3 separate regions of the Zea mays genome follow, and all the other regions are linked to region 2. The links are chromatin contacts, called in public Hi-C maps. All regions are on one chromosome and are shown on one strand. The core of a region is the stretch at or near the end of the contact, and the rest is flanking DNA. Distances in the headings are between cores, read along the strand shown. Region 1 has its middle 11 kb from the start of LOC103628577. Region 2 holds the start of COAC2 (Mitochondrial carrier protein CoAc2). Region 3 holds the start of LOC100286187 (peroxisomal membrane protein PMP22).

The links. A called contact is a pair of places that touch in the nucleus more often than the background predicts.
Region 1: a contact with region 2 is called in a Hi-C map of ear, with 2.0 times the contacts expected there. The contact joins the enhancer-like site here to the promoter of COAC2 in region 2. A contact is called at or near these places in 3 of 25 Hi-C or Micro-C datasets (ear, leaf and tassel).
Region 3: a contact with region 2 is called in a Hi-C map of tassel, with 4 times the contacts expected there. The contact joins the promoter of LOC100286187 here to the promoter of COAC2 in region 2. A contact is called at or near these places in 4 of 25 Hi-C or Micro-C datasets (ear, leaf, leaf mesophyll and 1 more).

The regions. Positions count from the first base shown.
Region 1 is chr5:156,000,265-156,002,964 of Zm-B73-REFERENCE-NAM-5.0, reverse strand. No RefSeq gene overlaps it. Among protein-coding and RNA genes, the nearest start is that of LOC103628577, 11 kb to the left of the region's middle. Within about 2 kb of position 1,319, at least 15 of the 20 cell types and tissues checked have an H3K27ac peak or open chromatin away from gene starts, as enhancers often do. A contact at or near this core is called in ear, leaf and tassel, where this site is marked.
Region 2 is chr5:155,607,991-155,610,690 of Zm-B73-REFERENCE-NAM-5.0, reverse strand. COAC2 (Mitochondrial carrier protein CoAc2) reads left to right here and starts at 1,356. Exons shown (of 7, transcript NM_001136788.1): 1 at 1,356-1,598. The coding sequence starts at 1,455.
Region 3 is chr5:155,918,503-155,921,202 of Zm-B73-REFERENCE-NAM-5.0, reverse strand. It overlaps LOC100286187 (peroxisomal membrane protein PMP22), which reads right to left and starts at 1,444. Exons shown (of 7, transcript NM_001159075.2): 1 at 1,030-1,444; 2 at 824-922. The coding sequence starts at 1,155.

The sequences.
Region 1 (2,700 bases), core at 70-2,569, 390 kb before region 2:
TAGCATGCCCAGCTGCCAGCCGTGCTCCAGCGTGTTCACCGCCGCCGCCAGCGCGCCGCACAGGACGGCGGCACCGGGGGCCAAGGAGCCGGCCTCGCCGGAGGAGCCGATGAAGGCCGTGGCCAGCGCGGCCGTGCCCGCGAGCGCCGGGCCGGCGACGGCGAGGCCACGGTTGAGACGCAGAGCCAGCTTGGCGTTAGACACGTACTCCTGCTCGTCCTTGGCCCTGAGCACCCGCACGATGCCGCGCATCTCGTCCTCCAGCTCCCGCGTCCAGCCGTTGCAGTTGCTGGCCGTGGCGCCGTTGACGGTCTTGGCGGCCGACTGAGCCGGCCTCTTCCTCGGCTGCCGTCTGGGCCACCACCGGGTGGGCTCGACGGCGCTGGGGAACTTGTCGAGCATGCCGGGGAACAGCGGCAGCGGGTACGCCGCGTCGAGGGCGAGCACCCTGTCCATGGCCTCTTGGACGTCGTCGTCGGCCTCGGCTGTGGTGGCCGTCCGGTGGTCGAGCGCGGCGCGGACGTCGCGCTCGAGCTGCCTCCAGAGGCGCGTAGCGTTGCGCTGCTCCTCGGCGAGCTGCGACGGCTGCATCCTGTTGACGGCGGCCATGGTGACGGCCGCCGTGGCCAGGAGGACCCCGGCCGAGGCCCTGAGCGCTGGGAGCGTCGGGGAGGCCGGCGCGAGCGCGGACGCCAGGGACGCCGTGAGCGCCAGGGAGTTGGTGGCGTGGAGCAGCAGGTGGTTCCAGTTGTCCCGCTGCCTGCCGATGATGTCGTGCATGTCGGCGCGGTCCGCACACGCCTCGGCGATTGCGCGGAGCCTCTGGGCCACGGTTCCCGCGCCGCGGGAGACCTCCGGCGTCGGCGTTTCAACTGGCGCGCGGCCGTTCAAGGCGTGGTCGTCGGCGCCGCCGCAGCCCACGGTGGCGGCGTCCCGGGCGACCTGCCGCAGGTCGTCGACGCTGACCAGATGCCGGATGTTAGCCTGGGCCCGCGTGCGCCGCCGGAGCCGGTTGCCGCGGCGCGGGCGCGGGCGCGAGGCCGGGAGCAGGGCGGCGGCTACGCCTTGCGACTGGAGTAGTGACTCCATCTACGTGTAATCTCTTGCTTCGATCTTACATACGGTGCCTCTGTTGAATCCTGACAATTGAGCTGCTGTCTGTCAATATGTAGGCGGCGAGGAGGGACGCCATGTGGACGAGGGCAAGGAAAGGAACCCTGGTGATCGTGTTCGTGTTCTGAAAGCAGTAGAATAGTACTACTCCGTACAACAGAACGGGTCTGCAGCAGAACAGGACGGGTGCTGCTACTGCTTACTGCAGTCTGCCGTTTTGAATGGATCCAAGTCGAGGTCTGGACGACGACGAAGCAGTCACGACTCACGAGTCAGGACAGGACTCAGGACGCACTGGTGACTTGACTGACCTGACGCCCGACCTCTCCTAGCTGCTCGCATCGTCACTTTTTTAGAAGTCGATCTCGAGAATTCAAACTACCAACTTTAAACAAATATATACTGATAATATTTATAATATATAATCAATATTAATAAATTAGTCATTATATCTATACTTTAATCTATTAAGAACATAACGTGGATACCTCGTGCTACCACGGCTTCAACCTCCACGCTGACACTCTAGACCTGTCCCACGCGCTGCAGATCCATTCTCTAGAAATTTTGAGCTAACTACCAGACCACACATATATTAGTGTTTAGAAATAAACAATAATTATATTTAAATAAATATCTCAGTACCTATTTATACGATATATAAAAAACTTAGCAAAACACGAGCAACTGGCTAGTATACTTTTAAGAGTAAAGTGCTTCATCAGTCATGAACTATTTCTGATTTGTTATCTAAGTCCATATACTATTAAGTTCCCGTGAACCCCATTAACTATTTAGGGCTTGTTCGGTTACGTCAATCCTTTAATCCCCTTCTAGATTGGTATAACCGAACAAGCCCTTAAGTGACAACTAGGTACAAAGGTCACAGAAACCATATTCGAGAGAATTGATGGAGACTAATTCCCTCTCTATTTTTTTAATTTTAAGTAGCAAGAGATTTAATCTCCTTCAATCCATTTCAATCCACCTGCTAACCGAAGAAACTTGGAACGCCATGTTAGCTATTGGACCAGGTCTTGGCCCATTTATTAACACACTTTAAATGTTTCGTGGACCTTGTTGTGAGTTAACTAATTCCATTTTGATGTCATCAAATCAAGTAAAAAAGGGTCATCTCACTCTCTTCCAACCAAACAACACATGTACATGGTTCAAAAGTCAAGTTTTCTTTTCAATATCTTTACTTTTGCATAATCCTATTTTTGTTCATCCACCCATGCAATAGAGTGGATGCGAAAATAAAGGGGGTTTCCTTAAAAATAGGCTTCAAAATAGAAATATGGAATAATGGCGACTTAAAATAGAAATAGGCTTCAAAATAGTATAATAAAAAATGAATTCATGGATTTAACACAATCTTGGTTGTGACGTCATAGATAAAAAATGGAAAAAAATTCTATCTTTGAGACGACTAAAGAAAGGCATTGAATGAGAAAGAAATTGTTCATAGATAATCAAACTATTGTATGTCATGGAAGTAATATGAGGTGCTCGAAAATGGTTGAAGTAATTGATTAGGAGGATCACTATGACTATAGCCGTGGGTAGAGTTACTAAAGAAGAAAG
Region 2 (2,700 bases), core at 107-2,606:
GGGAGCAGTAGCGCTACGCGGACAGGTCCGCACCAGGCTAGGCCTGGACACGCGTCGGCACCGGACCCCTGCCTGAGCAAGGCCTGGGTATTCTCTGCCCCTGAGTCCCGGGACTCGGCTGTGGGTAGTCCGGACCCCACGTAGAGGGGTCCGGGACCCGTCCCGGAGGTCCGGGTCGCATTCGCGGGGTCCTGAACCTTGCCCCAGAGGCCCGATCTACATGTACAGGGGTCCGGTATTTTCCCATGGGGTCCGAACCCACTGTTGGTATCTTGGAGTGTATCGTTTTCTCAGGCCACATGGCGACCCTGGGGCCATCCACGTGGTGGAGTCGGGTGCTGTTCGTCACGTGACTAGAGATAGTCGTGTGGGCACCACGCCTTCATGCTGTAGTAAGGGGTACCCCTGATTCAAGGTACCGATAGACTTACATCTACAGCTCCACGATTTTTTAGAGCACCTAATGACCTTATCCATAATTTCACCAATTTTTTTGTAGTCGGAGCCGTCCTAAATAGAGTCTAAGAGCATCTACAACCCTAGAACACCGGTTCAGTTTTTTAAGTATAATAGACGATAAAGATATTGCATGTTATAATTTTGAGATCATGGATCATCAATACAACTAAGAGACAATGTGTATTAAAAGTTGTGAGGAGAAGAGCATGTCTCTTGTATTTTTTTATTTAGTTCTCTAGAGACACCTAAAAGAAGTTATATTAAATAGGTTGTACGTGTGCTTAATAGGTTGGATGATATTCAGCTGTTGTAGATGCTCTTGTCGAGGCAGCAATCAGCATGAACCACGCGTGTCCATTTCATAATAAAACATTCTCGGCTCGGTGGCTACGCGCGCCCTCCACCACCAGCCAACTGCTGATTCCACCACGTCTGACCGGCGGCTTCGCCCCTGTTTGTTTCAGCTTTTTCCAGCTTCTGGCCACCAAAAGCTGCTGCGGACTACCAAACGCATCAGCTTTTCAGCCAGCTTTTATAAAATTTGTTTAGGTAAAAACTATTCAAAATCAACATAAACATATAATCGGTTGAGTTGTTGCAATAGTAGGAATCCGTCACTTTCTAGATCCAGAGCCCTATGAACATTTTTATCTTCCTCCGCACGTAATCCTAATAATACTCAGATTTTCCCAATAGCCAGATTCTCCTCACAGCCAGATTATCAGAAAAGCTGTTCAGAAAAAAGCTGAACCAAACAGCACCTTCCTTTCGCCTTCCGCCGCCCACCGCCGTGTACACGTGGCCCCGTACCGCTTTCACTTACACGTGGGCCCCGCGCTGCCTGATTGGCCTGATTCCCTTCCGCCTTCAATTCCTACGCGCGGTCTCCCTTCTCTTCCACCTCAATTCGTGTCGCCTACGCCTCTCGCTCTCCTCCCGCCGCGCGCGCGAGAGGAGGGAAAGGGAGGGGAGGAAGCCGGCGGGGGGCGCGCGGCATGGACGCGCGGGCCAGGGAGGCTGCAGAGACCAGCGGCCCCGGGTTGCCGCTCGCCGTGCGGGAGCTCCTCGCCGGAGGGGTCGCCGGGGGAGTCGCCAAGACCGCTGTCGCGCCGCTCGAGCGCGTCAAGATCCTGTTCCAGGTGCGTTGCACACACGATCCTTGCGCGCCCGCCTGGCAACAAGTTTCCCTTTAAGAACGTGTAGCGATGTATACAGAATCTTGACGAATTGAGGAGAGGTTGAATGTTGCCGTGGCATAATTTGCCTCTCTGGGGACCGGGAGCTGAGATGCGTTTTCGTGCGGCGGTTGTTCTCGCCCGATCTTGTACGGCGGATTCTTTGTTCGCCCACTGTCTTGGGCTCTACAGTATTTCTAACCACAGATGCAAATTGCGTGATCATGGAACCTTGAATGGCTAGCATCACTTTAATGAATAACGATACATGTTGTCGGTAGGTGAACTTCATCAGTCATGCGACAATCTGGCCGTGAATAAAGTACAATTCCAGTCCTTAAACTTGTCTGTCGAGTCTCCCCGTTTTCTTGCATAAACCAACGCGGGGAGGAGGAAACTTGCGGTGCGCAGAACATGGCGGTTGAGACTTGCAGCTAAGCTTCAGAGTCGCTTGATTTTGTCGATTTTGCTGTTGTTGAGACTTGCAGCTATGCTTCAGAGTCGGCCGATTCTTTGTCCACAAGAGAAGAAGCAAACATGAGTACTCTGCAAAACTAGAGAACTCGGAAGGCTTAGCCATAAAAGACCGGCAAGAGTTTTCTGGCTATGCCAATTAAAATGCCGAGGGGAAGGAATGTATGTTACGTCACGCTCGTTCAAAACTGAAAAGACAGTGAAATACGAGAGGAATGATGGTAACAAATTTAGTTTGGTGAGCAGCTTAGAGAGCGCAAGTGAGGTTTCATTGCGAGGTGGTGGAGCGGCTATGTTTTGTCGATTTTGTTTTGTCATTTCATACTACTAAGATTAATTTCACAAGTTATTTTCTATTTGATGTCTTCTCTAGATCGTGTTCAAAAAAGAAGATTTTTTTTTAAAAAAAAACTCTTTTCAATAGTTGTTGATGAGGTCTTGAGAGGGTTATTGATTTTTCAGGAAAGTTTAAGCAAGAAGATGGGAAAGGCCCTTTTATTGGGTCTGTTTTGATCTGTTTTAGATCTAAGAGAGACCCGAACATGGATAATGCTTTAAGAGATATACTTTAAAAGTTTATAGACCGAGATAA
Region 3 (2,700 bases), core at 195-2,694, 310 kb before region 2:
ACTGTGAAATGTCTTTCAGTTTCATTTGGACTCAAACTCAATATCCTCCTAAAATATTTTTGAAAGCATGACAAGACATGAGACCACCAGTGAGACACTCTCTTCGCAAAAGAAAAGAGCCTCAACCTCATAGAAGAAATCCTACATAACTGGGCTGCAGATCATCTTTACAAAATTTGGCAGAGGAAACTAGCAGATAACCCAAAAGTGAAATTGTGGTGTGGATTTTTGTTTTGAAAAATGGCCAGATAATCATACATGATTCTGAATAAGTAGCAACATTCATTTGGTAGTGTAAACTAACGATTCATGCTTCACTCAACATTAAGAAACCATAAAAGTTCTATCGTTCCCCAACAAATTATCTCCAACTTCAACTTACGACAACATAAATCACACAGTGATACAGAGCCAAAGGAGATGACATTCACATTGCTGCAACTCAACAGCTGAACTGGAACTAGTTGCTGAATGACTAGAATTCAAGCAATACATCTTTCAACTGCACCTCCACGTCCTCCCAAGAATTTCCCCTAGAACCAGTTTAATAGAGCTACTCACTCCTAGAGGCTAGAACAGCAAGATTATAATTGAGCTGATTTAGGGAATTGCCCGTACTTTACATATCAGTATATCAGAAATTACAGTTGAGTTGATCTAGGGAATTCCCATTACATTATAAATCAGTATATCACCATAAACTGATTCTATTCTGATATAACTAAATGTTCTATTCTCCCAATGAATGAACAAGGAAAGATGCAGTTGCCCCAGTAACTGCATCTGTATGTACCAGAAACTAAATTCAAGGCAGCGTCCTTACCATCTTGAGCAGGAGTCTGCGTTTCTCAATCTTCTGGAACCCAGAGAGCTTCTGCGCCACGGAGTCACTGACGCCGGCGAGGCACCCCGCCGTGATCATCTACGCGTGGCAGCCAACCAAAGCAACCCACTTCAACAATCCCCCACTACCGATTCCCGAAACCGAAAGAGTGAACAAAATCCAAGAACATGACCAAAAGAGAAAACCTTTGTGCGGAGAGGATGTTGCTGGAGCTGGAGCAGGTACTGCCTCCACGCCCTGCGAGCCAGCGACCCTTCTCCCTTCCCTCCATCTCCTTTCCCTCCTCGTCCTGCACGTCCCACAGATGCCATAGCTGAAGTCCTCGAACCCCTTCGAAGTTCGACCCACCTATTCCAAGCACTGCGCACGCGCTCTTTGTATGCCCGCTTGATTTTTTTCGGTGGGGGGATTCTACGATGCCTGGGCCGGCGAGAGGATCGAATCGCGTGGGGAGTGATTCCGGAATCGTGAGCGCGGCGCCGAGGATAGCTGCCGCGGTGGTCCCTCACCGGCCGGACGATGCACGTGGTGGCTGACGTGTGGGCCAGAGGAAGTTAATCCCTTCTTCTAAAGTTAATCCCCACTAACAACCTGACAGGTGATAGGTGATGATATGCAGTTGGCGCTTTTATTAGGCCCAACCAATGCGCTTGTATGGACCGGGTTTTGATGGCCCAGTTTAGATGTTGGGCTTTATTTCTCTGGAAACTATTGGGAGGTCTAGGCCCCTCAGATTTGAGAGTTACAATAACTGAATAAATATTTTTACCGCTCTAAATTATAATCTATTACTCACTTCATACTAAAATATAATTTGTTTTAAACTAATCATATATTTATATATTAAGTAACATATAAATATATTTTTTATGTATATCTATATTCACGGAAAAAATAGGTTAACGGAGTGAGTAACTTTTAATAACTTAGCAAATACTCTTTTCGTTCTAAATTATAAATTGTTTTATTTTTTGCATCACATCTCTAGTAGGAGTTTCTTCCTTCATGTGTCATTCTTCTCCCCACGTGTGCTCGTCCCCCTTCCACACGCGGAAAACAATTTCACCCCACACACCAGCAAAAAATCAAAAAAAATTACACATTCATGGCACTACAAATATATATATATATATATTAAAAAATTTAAAATAAAAATTATGACGGATCGGCTCGGCACTGCGAGCAAAGAAGGCAGCTCAAGCACAGCACAATTTAAATCGTATGGGGCTGGATCGTGGCACTATTAAATAGGGTGCACCTTAGGCCAGCCCGCTAGACACAACCCATTTAGTCATCTATGGTCCATTACCTCTTCCCTCGCTGTCTCAGATGTCACGAGCATGAAAAAAGCAAGAGAAAAACTTTATCTTATCTAATCCCGCACCACATACCTCGCCATTCGCACTCAACCAATCTATAAGTTTAGATCGTGTTTGAATAACTATTTTATTTCAACAATGTTTGCCTATATGATATATAGAAACCATAGCGAAGCATGAGTAAAAAACTAGTTTGTTATGAATCTAGACATACATCATGCATATATGATTTTAAACGGAGAAGTATATTAACATATGACAATATTAATAAAGAGGGATGGCTAAAATTTTATGTAATGGAATAAGTTTTATGAGAATAAAGCTAGTTTGAACTGTTTACAAATGTTTATGAAAGTTATTTGCCTCTTAGATAAAAAAGAAAAAATAAAGTTCAATTTCACCTAGATTTTTTATCACTTGAGAAAATGAAATTCAATTATTTCTAACTATAGAATGCATCCAATAAACCTCCCCACAAAAGAATAAAATTTCACCATTGACAACTATACCATGCATACTCATACACCACAATGTTGC